3 separate regions of the Mus musculus genome follow, and all the other regions are linked to region 1. A link is a contact called in public HiChIP or PLAC-seq and promoter capture Hi-C data. All regions are on one chromosome and are shown on one strand. The core of a region is the stretch at or near the end of the contact, and the rest is flanking DNA. Distances in the headings are between cores, read along the strand shown.

The links. Promoter capture Hi-C pulls out the DNA fragments that hold promoters and counts their contacts. HiChIP or PLAC-seq counts read pairs in DNA pulled down with a chosen protein or histone mark.
Region 2: a promoter capture Hi-C map of embryonic stem cells shows a contact between it and region 1. The contact joins the promoter of Shcbp1l here to the promoter of Lamc2 in region 1. A contact is called at or near these places in 14 of 39 promoter capture datasets (the 3T3-L1 cell line, the C10 cell line, the HPC-7 cell line and 7 more), 5 of 115 datasets of contacts at active chromatin or transcription factors (bone marrow-derived macrophages, embryonic stem cells, large pre-B cells and 1 more) and 1 of 9 other capture datasets (embryonic stem cells).
Region 3: an H3K27ac HiChIP or PLAC-seq map of embryonic stem cells shows a contact between it and region 1, with 9 read pairs. The contact joins the enhancer-like site here to the promoter of Lamc2 in region 1. A contact is called at or near these places in 2 of 39 promoter capture datasets (the C10 cell line and liver), 3 of 484 Hi-C or Micro-C datasets (bone marrow-derived macrophages and embryonic stem cells), 9 of 115 datasets of contacts at active chromatin or transcription factors (embryonic basal ganglia, embryonic stem cells, large pre-B cells and 1 more) and 3 of 9 other capture datasets (adipose tissue, liver and pancreatic islet).

What each region holds. Positions count from the first base shown.
Region 1 is chr1:153,183,562-153,188,673 of GRCm38.p6, forward strand. Lamc2 (laminin, gamma 2) reads right to left here and starts at 2,886. Exons shown (of 24, transcript NM_008485.3): 1 at 2,693-2,886; 2 at 2,348-2,540. The coding sequence starts at 2,426.
Region 2 is chr1:153,423,056-153,428,167 of GRCm38.p6, forward strand. Shcbp1l (Shc SH2-domain binding protein 1-like) reads left to right here and starts at 2,154. Exons shown (of 10, transcript NM_001033162.2): 1 at 2,154-2,531. The coding sequence starts at 2,169.
Region 3 is chr1:153,373,710-153,378,821 of GRCm38.p6, forward strand. Gm46246 (a long non-coding RNA gene) reads right to left here. Exons shown (of 2, transcript XR_001779877.1): 2 at 4,148-4,690. Among named protein-coding and RNA genes, the nearest start is that of Gm46246, 21 kb to the right of the region's middle. Within about 2 kb of position 2,997, at least 26 of the 459 cell types and tissues checked have an H3K27ac peak or open chromatin away from gene starts, as enhancers often do. A contact at or near this core is called in embryonic stem cells, where this site is marked.

The DNA.
Region 1 (5,112 bases), core at 1,636-4,135:
AAGCAGTTGAAGAGCCTGAAAAGTTACTGAGAACACTGTGATGGCTGAACAAGGATGACCTCCCCATAGGTTCATATATTTGACTGTTTGGTTACCAGCTGGTGGACTATTTGGGAAGGATTAGGGGATGTGGCCTTGTTGGAGGAGGTGTGTCACTGGGAGTGACTTTGAGGTTTCAAAACCCCCCAGCCAGGCCCACTCTCTTCCTCTGCATGCTGCCTACAGATCAGGATGTCAGCTCTCAGCTACTGTGCCCCGCCATGATGAGAATGGACTCGCCCTCTGAAACTGTAAGCAAGCCCCAATTAAATGTTTTCTTTTATAAGCAGCCTTGGTCATGGGGTCTCATTACAGCAATAGAACAGTGACTAAGACAGGCATTAACAAGTGAATAAACCAAAAAATTTTGCCAGGTCAGGCTGACTCTAAAGCCAGTGTTTTAGGTGAGACCAACCCTGTAAGTCTCGGTAATTATATCTTAACCATAATTTCACCTGCAAGAAATAACCAGGAAGCAACATCACGACTTCAGACCTTCGCAGCCCACAGGTGCAGCCCACAGGTGCAGCCCACAGGTGCAGCCCACAGGTGCAGCCCACAGGTGCAGCCCACAGGTGCAGCCCACAGGTGCAGCCCACAGGATGCCTGGATACAGGTCACTTTGGATTAGGACAGGTATCATACCTTTTGCCCAGCTCCTTGTATATCCCAGTGTGACAAAAATGGAAAAATATAAATGATCTACCATAATGACATAGTCTCACTTGGCTCCCAAATAAAGCTGTTTGAGGAGAGAACCTGGTATCTCAAGCAATCTGTCCCTAAGGAAGGGGAAAGTGCGAAAATGAGCCAACACAGAACTTCTGACTTTGTGTTTGGATGGACTGCTTGGGTACAAAGTCTGCTGTTGAACCTGACTTTATGAAACAATTGATGGCATCCTATAGATTTGGTTTTGTTATGTAATACCAACACACATGTATGTATTTAATTATAGCCAAGAGGAAAATTGCTGTACTGAAAAAAAATATACATATACATACACACACACACACACACACACACACACACACACACACACACACATATATATATATATATATATATATATATATATATACATATTACTTTTATAATGAGGTCAAAAAAGCTAAGAACACCTGGATCAAAGGTTCTGCCACTGCCAATAGCTGCCTGGGTGGCCTTGTGCAAAAACACTGCCAACTGCTCATCTTTTCAATCAAAGGATTCTTAATTGCTGATCCACTGGAAGTTACTTTTAATTCTAATATTCAGAGACTGTTTTCACTCTCAGAATGTTTTCTACTAGGTTTCAACCAGTTTATCCTGACTCAGGGGGAGCCCTCTCGACATGACCACTTTCATACATTTTTTTGTTTTAAAGTTCATCTTACATATCTGAGCTACACAACAGGTTTTGACAGGACTAGTGAAATGGTTACTATTGTCAAGAAAATGAACATGGCTATCATGCCAGTTACTCCTTTTTGGTGACAATTATACATGATCGAGCATCATGGCTTCCGATCCCTGGCAGTGGTGACTGGAACACCATGGAGAGCAGGAAGCAACAGTAACTATGAATGTGAAAAGTTGGGTGATCAGAGGAAAGCGCTTCAGCTAAGAGACAGAGAAACCCCCGCACTAGGTGTCATCATAGTTGACAGGACACATACACACGAAAAACAGTCGCTAAGTTCTCGCAGATTTTGTTTATATGACCTTAACTCCTCAGGACATGACAGCCACCGGGTGCTCTCGGTAGGAGTAAATGTTACTTGAAGTTTGAGTCCAATAAATACCTGGGAGGCGAAACTGTTCTTAGAAGTAACACTTGCAGTTTCGGGTATTACTAAAACGCTTAAAGTTCACGCTCTATCTCAAAAATACAACATGGATAACAAGGGGATTATGGAAGTTCTGTTTTTAGTCTGTGTGGTGCTGCCGGGCATGGAAAAAGTCCCACCTAACTCCCACTGGTAAATTACAGGGACCGGACAGTTTAAAGACTAGCATGTTACTGATTGAACGGGTGTGGAGGGGTCCCCTGTTGCCAAAGAAAAGAAAGGGAGGGAATTGAAAGAGGAATGGCTTTAGGGCAAGGAAACCTTCAGCTGGCACAACCCATTAGCTTCGTGTTTTTAACTCCCTTGGCTTTATGGGAAAACTGTCACTTTAGAGCGCGACTGTACAGGAGCCCCAGGTAGGGAGGAGATAGGCTCTTTGCAGATCCTTGACCTGACCGAGTGTGGATCCTCGAGGTGAATTCAGCCACCAACACCGTGTGCAGGGAAGGGCAAGTTGGAGGCGCGGTGGGAGCACTCACCTTCCCTCCTGGAGGTGGCCTGGGCTGCGGGCAGCAGGAGCGCGACACCAAGGCAGCAGCTGAGCCAGAGCGCAGGCATGGCCGGGCCGCGCTCCGCCGCTGCGGGTGCCTGCCGGGCGCCGAGTCTTCGCTCTGCTGTGCCTTCCTTTTCCCTCGATCAGGTGTTTTATCGACTCTTCTCCCTGACTCAGTCCTGACAGGAAGAGAGCCGGTGTTTCGGGGCGTGACTCACCTGTGAACAAGGAGGACCCAACCCTCCGAGGCAGACAAACACTCAGCGCATGCCGAGCAGTAAACCCGCTCGCTGCGGCCCCGGGCTCCCCCCTCCGCAACCGGGGAGCACACCTGGCCCCGCCGAGGGCGTGGTACTGAGGCTGCGGTCCAGAGATCCTTCTGGAATGTGCCATATCCCCTCCCTCCACCCGCACCCCGCTACACACAGCCGTTCTCTCCCGGGGTGGTCCTGGGCAGAACTCAGGTTGTAGATATCAGCCACCCCTTCCTCAAAACCGGAGGGGGCGAGGGAGTCTCAAGGGCACAGACATCCATTCCAGTCACAGTTGGACGCCCCTTCCACTCTAGTCTAAAACACAGGCAAATTAACCAGGCTGAGGGGCCCAACAGGATCGATCCTCTTCACTCTCAGGGTAACTTTTATTCTGAGATACAGCACGTATACATACCTCTGATTTTACTCACTTCTAAGCACACACACACACACACACACACACACACACACACACACACACACCAGGGTGACCCAAAGGTTGCTCTCCTGGGTCTATCTACCCCCTTAACCTTGAACTAGCAAACTCATTAAGCAAACTCATTAAACTGTTACGAACTAGTTCACAGTTGATATTCAACAAGCCTTCTGCTCATAAGAGAAAAGGTTTCTTAGTCTTTTAACATCTCAGAGCATATTTTTCACGACATTCTCTCTGGCCCCGCTAGAAAATAACGTTAAGAGGGATAGTGCCAGCCAAGCCCGGTGTTAGCTGAAGTGAGTAACACCAAGTGGGGGAGGGGATGCAAATCTTGGCTTATCCCACACTGTCCTGGGAACTTCTCCTACAGTGAATAATGCAGAAGTGACTGTCAGAGAAGGCTCTTAAATCCTGCTATAGACTTAGGATTTACTAGTATTTATGTAGACACAACGTATCCATTACAACCAATAACCACTTCTTTTCCTCATGGTAAGGACAGCAGAGGCCCTAAATAAATACCTAGTCACTGACTAAATGAATGACTGTACCATAGATAGTTCCGTAGCTTAACACTCTAAGATAACTAACAACGTAATCCATACATATTGTCAAAGGGTGTGAGAACTCCCATTTCTAAGTGTGATAGTGACCAGTGTAGGCTGACCAGGAGAGATGTGGCTGGCTTTGTACAGAACATGGAGTCTGAACTAGATACCTAGTTCTAACCAGGAAGTAGACAAAGCATTGAAGAGCAACAGAGGCAAGATAGGGTACTGCAGACAAGCCGACATCTCTAAAATCTAGCGCAAAATGAGCAACAGAATGGATATTCTAATTTTCTTAACCTAGACTCAACTCTCTTCTGCTCTGTCCAAATAATGTGGAGATTCTTCTCACTCAGAATCAGTGCCCAGCTACTGCTAACACTTCAGTTCCTTGAGAGCAGGCATCTATAATTTTTTTCTTCCAGTAGCAGCTATGCGGTGGACAGAGAGAGAGGGGGAGAGGGAGAGGGAGAGGGAGAGGGAGAGGGAGAGGGAGAGGGAGAGGGAGAGGGAGAGGGAGAGGGAGAGGGAGAGGGAGAGGGAGAGGGAGAGGGAGAGAGAGAGAGAGAGGGAGCACACTTGTTTCTGAGTGCTATGATCCTTGCATATCTACCATCCACTAACTGAAAATATTGATACTTCTTGTTTTAGAAAAGTCCAGGTACACAGTGTTGGAGGAGCAGGGCATAGGGCCCTGCAAAATCAAACCTTAAAGGCAAAATTTGTTTTTTAGCACAGATTTTCATTGTCTATCATATCTCAAATGCTTTCATTTTCATCTGCTACCCTCTTTAGTGATAATAATAGTAACAAAGAGACCTATCTGTCATTTATTGCTGGCATAAATAAGTCTGGCATACATAGTAGTCCTTTTAACATTCAATAGAACCCTGTAAATGAGGTATAGTACCAATGTCCCTATGCCACAGGCCAGGAAAGGTTAGGCAGCATGCTAAGAATGGCAAAGCCAAGATGCAAAGCCAGGCAATCTGGCTTCGCACTTCATAGCACTTTGATAGTCAGATTAAAAAGTGCCGTAGAGAAAGATAAGCTCACAATACTGAACGAGCTGAGTGCAATCTAAGGTTAGTCATCAACAGCCATCAAGGTATGGCCAACATCCATCACAGCAGGGCAAGACTGTGGACTCTTGGCATTCATCCAGGAAACCAAGTCACATAGGACTCTGCACAAATGCTTGTGATTTCCCCAAGATGTTAGATCTGAAAAAACCCACTAGTCACTTGGGCAGAGGGAGTCAGAAGGCAGCAGGCATCTTGGGTCCAGATCAATCAGTGCCTCATTTCTGTGGACAGTGCAGGATCCTACACCATCAGTAGGCACTCTCCTGTTGGACTCCATATCTCATTCTTCACCCATGTAAACAATCCCTCACCTTGGGCTTGAGTCCTCTGCTCGGGCCTCATGCCTTTTATTCAGAAGGCTTCTCCAGTGCATCACTGGATCTAAAAGGACTCCAGGGGTCAAAGCCAAGGCTCTGTGTCCCCAT
Region 2 (5,112 bases), core at 904-3,403, 240 kb after region 1:
CAGCTATAAAAGGGTTTTTTGTTTGTTTGTTTGTTTGTTTGCTTGTTTTGGGGGTTTGCTTGTTTGTTTTCTTTGAGACAGGGTTTCACTGTACAGCCCCGGCTGTCCTGGAACTCTCTTTTTAGACCAGGCTGGCCTCGAACTCAGAAATCTGCCTGCTTCTCCCTCCTGAGTGCTGGGATTAAAGGTGTGCACCACCACTGCCCAGCACTAAAAGCTATTTTTAAAAAGACTCAGGTTAAATATTGATTACTCTGTCAAGAAGGAGATTGTTTTCTTCCATGCTTTGGATTTTTTGTTTATATTTATTTATTTTACTTTATGTGCATGAGTGTTTTGCCTGCATGTGTGTATGTATATGTAGCATATGTGTGCAGTACCCACAGGGGGCACAAAAGCATCCGATTCTCTGGAACAGGAGCCACCATGTGAGTTCTGGGAATCAAACCCTGGACCTCTGGAAGAGCAATGAGTCCTCTTAACTGCTGAGCCATTTCTCCAGCCCCAACATAGTATGGCTTTGAAATATGTATGTAATAATCATAGTCTTTACACATGCTGTTGCCTACACTTTGCTTAGGGTAGGCAGGCCTTGTGTCTTTCATCTGTATGCCTTTGGCATCTACACAGTGCCTGTCTGGCACTTAGTAGTTCCTATGAAACATCTGTTTGTTTCCGGAAGAAACAAAAACTAGTGCTGTGTTTGAAATTTAAACACTTTGAACTAGCTCACAGGATTTTTTTTTTTTTACTCTAAACTTAAGGGCTAAACTAATACTAATAAAATAATTATTTTTTCAAAGAAAGGAAGAGGAAAGCATTTAAAACAAAATAACAAGAGTAAGCAGAGGGTGGCAGTGGGTGCCTATCACCATAGTGCCTGGGAGGCAGATGAAGGGCCCTGCAAGCTTGAGGCTCAGTCTACACAACACACCAGGCAAGCATGGACTGCACACACACACACACACACACACACACACGCGAGGTAATGAATTAAAAGAAGAGAAAACCAGCCCTGTAATAGATTTTATTCGAATGGGTGGTCTTGGGTGGTTATAATGGCACCATTTTAAAGAAGGTCACAGACTCCAGACAAATACAGTGAAGTGTGAATACAGAATAATTGAAGTCCTAATTGTTTTCTGCACTACAGTAACACGATACAAACGGGAATGTCTCCTTCAAAATAAACTCACAACTTCACACAGTGTCCTTCCAAGTGAGCGAGAGGGAAGGCAGGTGTTTTCCCAAGTCACCTCAGCTCGGGGGCTGTGCGCCCAGCACAGAGTCCAGATAGAGTAAACAGACGGTATTCCAACGGGCTCAATACACAAGCAGTCTCACATACCGGGAACTGGAGTCCTGATGCTCATCAAAGGCCGTGAGCAACATTTAGGAAAATGCGCTTACTCACCGTCGCCACCGCTGAAATACGTGTTGATAAGGGTTGCAGTACTGTAAACACCCATCAGGGAGAATTCTGAGCAGCTCCACAGACTAATTTGACCCATTGACTTAATCACATCTTCACACACACACACACACACACACACACACACACACACACACACACACACACACACACACACACACAGAGCAATTTGTTTATGATATGAAGGGACGCCTAAACTGAGATCCGCGTGGAAAGGTGATCCCGGGTGCCTACATCTATCCGCAGTTTTCTCTGGTAATAACCAGCTGGTCCCAGTCACAAATGCTTCCTAGAATAAAAGTATGTTTCCTTTGGCTGGGGGGAGGGGGTCTGATTCAATCGGTAGAGTGCTTGTCTAGCAGGTAATGAACCGCCCCATTGAGTGGGGCGGGCCTGTGAACCCAGCACTTGAGAGGGAGAGGCAGGAGAATCAGAAATTCAAGGTCATCCTTGGCTACCTAGGGACTTCGTAGCTTGCCTGGCCCTGAAATGTTTCAGGACTTAAGGGTGGATGGGTGGGGACCAACGAGCTCCTAGGTTCTGCCATTAGGCGATTCCAAGGATCAATGGGCGGGGTCAGAGGCAGGACCCCGCCCCTATCCCCGCCTCTGCGCAGCGTGCTCCCACCGCCCCCGCACCTGCCTTCATTTCCCGCCCACGCATGTGCTCGCCCGCGGAGCGCGCACAGGCTGCGTGGTCCCACGAGGGGAAGGCGGCCAACGGCTGCGGCGCGAACATGGAGTCGGATGCCACGACCTCAGAGCCCAAGGCCTCGGTCGGGAGTGACAGCTCGCCAGCGGAGCAGACTGTCTTAGCCACCCTCCGGGACTCGGTGGCCGCGCCCACCAGGGGCTTCATGTCCCCCGTGCGCTCGGTAGTGGCCTCCCCGCGCCCCGTGAAGGGCAAGGCGGCACGGCGACGGCTCCAGCTCCCACCGGTCACCCAAGCCGAAACATGTGACGAGGAGCCCGTGCCCGCGGTGCCTGAGGACCAGGAGGAAGCGCAGCCCCTGCCACCGATCTACGCATCCCCCATGAGGGGCATGTGGCGCAGCGAGAAGGTGGCTCTGTACTGCGACCAGGTGCTACAGGGCTCGAAGGTGCGAAGCTGCAGAGGGGCCAGCTCCGGGAGGTTTGGGTCTTTCCCACAGCAGGGAAAGCAAATCTGTCCCTTCAAAACAGTCTTTTGGGGGAAAAAATCAGTCTTTTGGAGTCAAGGGGTACAGAATGCCACCTTGGCCACCTTAGTCGTTGCCCAGACCCTCAGCTCCTGCCCTAGAGGACTTGACTAACCCGTTATACAAAATTGTCAGCTAAAATGACACCTCCTAAAAGATGAGGCCGTGAAGCGCTCGTCACAGTCTGGGCATACATCTTACTGTCCACTCAAATACACAGAGCTCGGTGTCCACACACCCTAGTGTCCACACGTCTCGTTGTTAACACACCCTAGTTTTTAATACATCTTCATATTAGGCCCAAACATAAAGCTAATATTACGTTGGAATTGTGAAAATGGCAGCTAGAGAGACAGCTCCTTGGTTAAGAACATTTGCTGTTCTAGTAGAGGGGTCAATTTTCCTGTCCCAGAACCCACAAGGTGACTCCCATCCATCCGACACTCCTGTTTCAAGGGATCCCAGATCCTCTCCTGAGCCTTCCCAGGCATCAGGTGCAAGGGTGGTGTGAATACACGGATGCACATAAAAACAGGCGTAAGATGTCCCCAGAATGGTTCCCAGTCAGCAAGTCACGATGTAGACAGGTGTTTTGCATGGAAAGAGCCTGATAACACCAAACAGGGTGGCACACGCCTTTAATCCCAGCACTCGAGAGGCAGAGGCAGGCAGATCTCTGAGTTCAAGGCCAGCCTGGTCTACAGAGAGTTCCAGGACAGCCAAGGCTACACAGAGAAACCCTGTCTCAAAAAAAACAAAAAACAAACAACAACAACAACAAAAAAACCCCACCAAACAGAACAAATAGCATACATTTTAATACTGCATTTTATTTAAAGTATAGCAAAAGAATTTGTGTACAAGTATATTCGTTGCAGCGATGGGTATAAAAATTGGCTGAGCATGGTGACTCATGCCTTGTTTGTCTTTTGTAGACCAGGTTGGGCCAGAACTCACAATAATCCACCTGCCCATCCCAGTACTTGGGAGGATGCTGGAGCCCGAGAATTGTGAGTTTAAGGTTAACCTAGGTCAGTCTCAATAGTGAGATTTTTGTTTCAATAGTAAAGAAATAGCTGGAATTCTAGATCAAGTGGCAGAGTGCTTGAAGTATTTGAGTCCCAGTACCAAACGCAGTTCCTGCACTCCTGGAGAAAGGAAGAAAGGATAGAGCCATAGAGAACTACAATGAGGCAGGCATCATGGTACACCCCTGCAATCCCAGCACTTAGGAAGTTCAGGCAGGAGGATCGCCCTGAGTTTGAGGCTAGTGTGGGCTACCCAGCAACATCCTGTGTCAAACAAAAATAACCCACAAAGAACTTCATGGCTTCACACAGTGGAAAACTATGCAGTTGTACATTCGTGCTACTTAGGTTAAAAAGCAAGAAGCTTGGAGGTGGGCATGATAGGTGGGTGGGTGAATAGACACAGAGAAAAATGACTGAACGGAAACAGGGCATGAGGTCAGCAGTGCTCACTCTCGCCAGGGTAGGGCTGATTTTAAATTGTTGCTTTTGCATTTTCTGTCTCCTCCTCCTCCTCTTCCTCCTCCTCTTCTTCCTCTTCTTCTTCCTCCTCTTCCTTCTCCTCCTTCTCTTTTCCCCTTTTGATTTTTGAAAGTCTCTCACTATGAAGCCCTGGCTGCCTGAAGCTCATTAAGTAGTCCAGCCTAGCCTTTAGCTAGTGATGGCCTCCTGCCTCTGTCCCTGGAGAGGTGGAGCCACAGATGTCCCCACCATGATGATCATGTCTTTCTTGTGTTTCTCATAAGTTTTGCTTATCTTAGAGACAGGAAACATTTTTAATTTAAAAAACATCCTCTATAAAACTCAGACTGTGTAAATGGCCTGTTTTTAGTCAGATATTGAGGATTGGAGGCCATGCCTGCTAAAAATCTGTGGAAATATTTGTATTGATTATTCCATCATTGAGTATAGTCTAGTGAATTTCATAACAGTTTAGATTACTTACCCTTTATGTGTGTCTGACTTTAAATTTAAAAGTCAAGTGGGCAGATATTTACTGAGTGTTTAATACACTTCTTGTTTTATAAAATAGAATGCAGTTTAACTTTTTATGTGTTGAATGTTTTGTTTGGCTGGTTTTTGAGCCAGCCTCATGCAGTCCAGGCTGTCCTTGAATTCACTTTGTATTGGATTCTGGTCTCAGACCCCAGTTCTGAGTGGACCTCCTCCGTGCTGGGATGGAAGGCCTGAGTCCGAACGTTTTAAGGAGTCAATGCCATTTTTTTTAAAGTTCATCAAACATTCCTATGTGTGTTAAAACTGCTGTTGTGATTTCCAAGATCACACTCCTTCTGCCCGGTGGATTAATAAGCTACCTGGAGATGTGGCATGAGTGAAAAGATCTCCTTATTTTTTTTCACACTTATGAGTTACTGTTAACTATACTGTTAAGTATAGTTTTAGTTTAAAATATATGATGTTTTTTAGATTTTTTTCGCTGTTTAAGGCAATATTGGTTATATTTTCAGGTAAAA
Region 3 (5,112 bases), core at 1,747-4,246, 190 kb after region 1:
TTTTTTTTTAAATAATGTGTTCTGATTTCACAGTAAAAACAAAGCTTTCTTTATTTGCCCAGTTACCTATCAAGACCCACTTTAACCCTATAATAATTCAAATTATGAAATATAAGGCAGAAGCGGAATTCAACGGAGGGGGAAGCAGAGGAAGAAAACATGAGCAGCTTTGTAACAAGTGGGAGCTTGGTGTGTCTCATGGAAGAAGTCAATGTCAGGACAATGCCCTTGTTTAAGACAGGGTCTCTGGTCGCCTGGGCTAGCTTCGAACCCACTAACTGGTTGAAGATGGCCTTGAACTGCATTTTGTTATCCAGAGAGCCTAAGAGATAAAATACAGTGCTACTGGGTGCCGTAGTTAAACAGTGCTGGGAAGAGATGCCTAAGTCAGTGGTTCTCAACCTTCCTAGTGCTGCGACTCTCTACTACAGTTCCTCACATTGCTTTATGGTTGGTGACCCCCGCCAACTGTAAAATTATTTCATGACTACTTAATAACAGTAACCTCCTGTTGTCGTGAACTGGAATGTAGATATCTGATATGCAGGATGGCCTGGGGCAGCCCCTGTGAAAGGCTTGCTTGACACCCCCAACACTCGGGGTCATGACCCCCAGGTCTAGAACCACTCACTGCCCTAGATGGTTTGCACACAGTTGCAGCCTCCTTTGGCTCAGAGACTGCAGTCACACTGGCTTCTGCCTGTTCTTAGACACCACACACTTCTGCCTTGTAGGATATATGCTGGCTACCATGGTCCTCTGATCAGGTTTTGAATAGATCTCAAGTTAAAAGTTCCTAACCCGTAAAGAATTTTTCTCCTGTCTAATTAGTTCCCCTCTGCTGTTTTCTACCTCCTTCGAATAAAAACCACATCTTAAACATTGTACTTTACTCCAGTGTTTGAGACAGGGTCTTCCTGTCTTGCTCAGGCTGGTCTTGAACTCGCAAGCTTCGTTGATTGTCTGGTCTCAGATTATAAATTGCTAGGATTAGGCTCTAAGTGAAATTTATTAATTATACCTTATTATGTTTTAATGTATTTATTGGGTGTATGTGTATGCATATGCATGCATCTATGGAGGTGAGAGGATGACCCGTGGAAACCAGTTCTCTCTTTGCGCTATGTATGTCCTGTGGATCAAACGCAGGCATTCAGGCTTGGCAGTAAGTGCCTTTACCTTCTGAGCCATCTTACCAGCGCTTAAACATTTCTTAAAAATGGATTCACTGTCTGTCTGCCTCTGTCTGGGAGCAGCCTCTTACTAATCTTTGTATCCTAGCATCTGGCAAACTCAGGAAGTTACTAGAGTAGGGCTGACTCCTGTAAGCCCAGCAATAGAGAAGCTGAGGCTGTGAGTTGAACCCACCTTGGGCTGCAGAGAAAACCCCTTTCTCATAAAACAAACAAGCCTGATAGAAAAGAATTTGAGCCACATCATATTACAGATATGTCAAAGTGAGTAATTTACATCATTTATAAAATATGGGTCAGCCCTGAGGGTATGCCTACTATGGTAATGGGGTTGATTTCCTTTAATAAATCCTATTTTCTGTGTGATGCATCCCATCTTGGTATGCTTCTCCTTGGTTGAAGGACGTCCGGTGGAAGCTCCCAAGGTACCATTAAAGCCTTGTTTGAAATTCCATCTACTTTCTAGCTTGGCCACACAGCACACAGTACTGATCAAAGTTCAGTGAGGAAAAGAGGCAACTATTTTTCTTGGTTTAGAATCTAACTGAACTTCCACCAAGGGTCTCTGGTTGGGTGGGTCCAGTTTTGTGAATGAATGATTCCTTTGCCAGCAAACGATATTGCTGAACCCGGCCATTAAGAAGCCAGGAGGCATGACCTTGGGGTAGTTATCATCAGTAATCTACAGCAACTGTTAGAAGGTTTCAGTTCCTACTGTTGGGCAAAATTTTAACAAACAGACTTAAGTAAAATATTTCTGAAGTTAAAAACAAAACAAAACAAAACAACAACAGCAACCAACCAACCAAAACCCCACAGTTTTCCTTGGGAATGTTTTTAATATGTGTATACGCACACACACACACACATATATATACACACACACATACATACATATATACATATACATATATATGTATGTGTGTATGTATATATGTATGTATATGGTTGTATATTGAAAAATGTAAGCAATTCTCATGAAATTATTATGAATTCACAATTTAAAAACCAAGAACATTCATAAGTTGATATCACTTTAAGCTTTTGAAAAATGAAGAACTGAAATAATTTGTAAAACCTAAAGGGAGGCCTCCTGTGGTCTGTAAATGCTGACTTCCAGAAGTTAAACAAGTTAGAGGCCAACCTGACCTACTTGTGAAAGAGAGAGAAAGAAAGAAAGAAAGAAAGAAAGAAAGAAAGAAAGGAAGGAAGGAAGGAAGGAAGGAAGGAAGGAAGGAAGGAAGGAAGAAAGAAAGAAAGAAAGAAAGAAAGAAAGAAAGAAAGAAAGAAAGAAAGAAAGAAAGAAAGAAAGAAAGAAAGAAAGAAAGAAAGAAGAGGGGAGGGGAGGGGAGGGGAGGGGAGGGGAGGGGAGGGGAGGGGAGGGGAGGGGAGGGGAGGGGAGGGGAGGGGAGGGGAGGGGAGGAAGCAAGCAACTCAATCACAGCTGTTGGAGCAGGATTTAACTGATCTTGTATTTTCACAGCTGGACGGCTGTGATTCTATTCTTTCTTTCAAACACCCCACCCCATTAGTTACTGTAACTGCAGTGAAGGCAGAACAAGTTTGTCTGACCTCAGTGTGCTCCGAAGCCAGGGAGCCCTTAAAATCCAAAAGACACTCTAAAATGAGAGAAGTAATATTTGTTTCTTCCTCCAAACGGAGACCCCACCCCTCTCCACCCCCAGCTTTAAATTCAAAGGGTTGATGGTAAGTCAGCTGAGGGAGACTCTAGCCCACACCTGTGAACACCACTGCTCCCCTCACTGTCCCATTGTGTTTACTTGTGAGAAGGAATCTCCCAAAAGCAAAAAGCGAAAAGCGTTCACTCCACTTCGAGCTTTTGTTCACAGAGGTATCACACTGAGCGGGAATGTGGGTGGGGTTTGAATTTGTAAAAAGCCTGATTAAATTTATCTAAAATAATCCTATCCTATCTTATTGGGTCCTGAATTCAACCCAGTCCATTCGTAAGCAAGATTCTTAGACAAACCCACTCACTGTTTAAAATCCCTTGTGTTGCAAATTAAACAGAGACCATAAACCAGCCCAGTCCTGGCTTGTGTCATCTCTGATTCAATCTGCTATCAGTTAGATATTGGAGGAGGATTCCTGCTGCTTTGCTGGGTCTGTCAATTTTTAATAAAAGGCCTGAATTGCTCTGAGTGTCTCGGAATCTTCTGTTTCTCTTTTAGTGATAAGCAAAACACGTCTGTTGAATGCCTAGGATTCTAACACTGATAGAGAGACAGCCTTTACCCCAATACTCTTCTGAGATTACGTCATAGTGACAAGGGCCCGAATAGTCTCCAAGGACTGAGGTATGGGTGGGGAGCCCTTAAAAGCAAATTCACTTCAATGTTGAGTTTAACCATTTTTATGATATATTTTTTTTGAGACAGTGTCTACTCTCTAGAGTAGACCAGGCTAGCCTTGAAACTGCAGTGATCCCCCTGCCTCAACCTAAGTTTTGAGATTACAAGTATGTGCCCCTAATATCCAGTATGATAACATACATACATACATACATTTATTTATTTATTTATTTATCTATTTATCTATCTATCTATCTATTTATTTATTTATTTATTTATTTATTTATTTATTTATAATGGGCTGGGGATTTACCTTAGTTGGTAGGACACTTTACAGGCACATGCAAAGCTCTAGGCTTGACCCCCCCCCCCATTACTGAATTTTTAAAAAACTAGCAGTGGTGACACATGCCTGCAGCCTCAGAACTCAGGAGGCAGGGACAGGGGCTCAAGATCACCTTCAACTATATAGAAAATTCAAGACCAGCCTGGGCTACCTCACCTATATTGACCACCCTCATTCCATCCTCTAAAAAATAAAAATAAAAAAAAATAATATAGCGTACCCAAGAAATACAAACGAAGTAAGAGAAGCTGGCAAATGTCTCCCAATGACAATAATAAAAGATGCAATGAAACATCTCAAAGAAAAATGCCATTTTACTCTGTGGCTGTAATTCTCTCCATAGAACTGACCCTCATTTAAGCAGTTTATTCAAATTGTTAGACGGATACTCATAGCTGGCAATCATGGCTCAATAAACCATAAGAGACCAAGCAGAATGCAGGAAGTCTCACACAGTTACTGTAAGGACTGACTTCAGGTCACACTGGACAACACTGAAAACCATAATGCTGGCCTGAGGAGGAACCTCTGCTCTGTTGCCTAGCAGCTAGGTGACTTAGCCGCATCCTTGCTGCCTGCTAGCCTCAGAGCTGATTCCCAGATAAGGACTCAGTCTGAGGATTCCATCTTGTCTTCTCTGTTTCTTCCATGTTTGCAGCACAGATGTCTTCAACAGAGAGGACTTCCTTCCGAAGGTGCCTCCTGAAACAAGGCCTCACATGTCTGCGTCTTTGGCTGCCAAGGACCTCAGGGAACTGTGGCTTTTTATGTTGGAGACGTTTATGTCGAAGAAGCAGACCTCGTAAGACCAGAGATTTCCCAGAAATAGCATAGATGTCCTGTGGTATATACAACATGCAGACCGATTACTTACAAGTAGCTAAAATAAACCTATCTTTGTAGACTAGTGATCTCACGTATTTGTTACAAGGACAACTGACTAACATAGTAACCGTCTCACACCTGTAACATTCTGGCTTTTTGGTCTCATGTAGCTGAGACTGGCCTCAAATTCCTAATCCTCCTGCCTCCACCTCCTGGGTGCTGGAATTACCACCATACCTTGCTTACATCTCTTTAAATAATCTACCAACTTCTGAAGGAAATTTGCTGTGTAGCAAACTGGGAAGATTGCCCTGATGCTTGAGCTCAAGAACCAGCGGGGCACAAATGCTAGTGAGCTCCCCTGTCATGTGACCAGCAGGGCTATTCAAGTCACACAGACCGGGTTGCTGAGTATGTCCACAACGGCCACGATGAT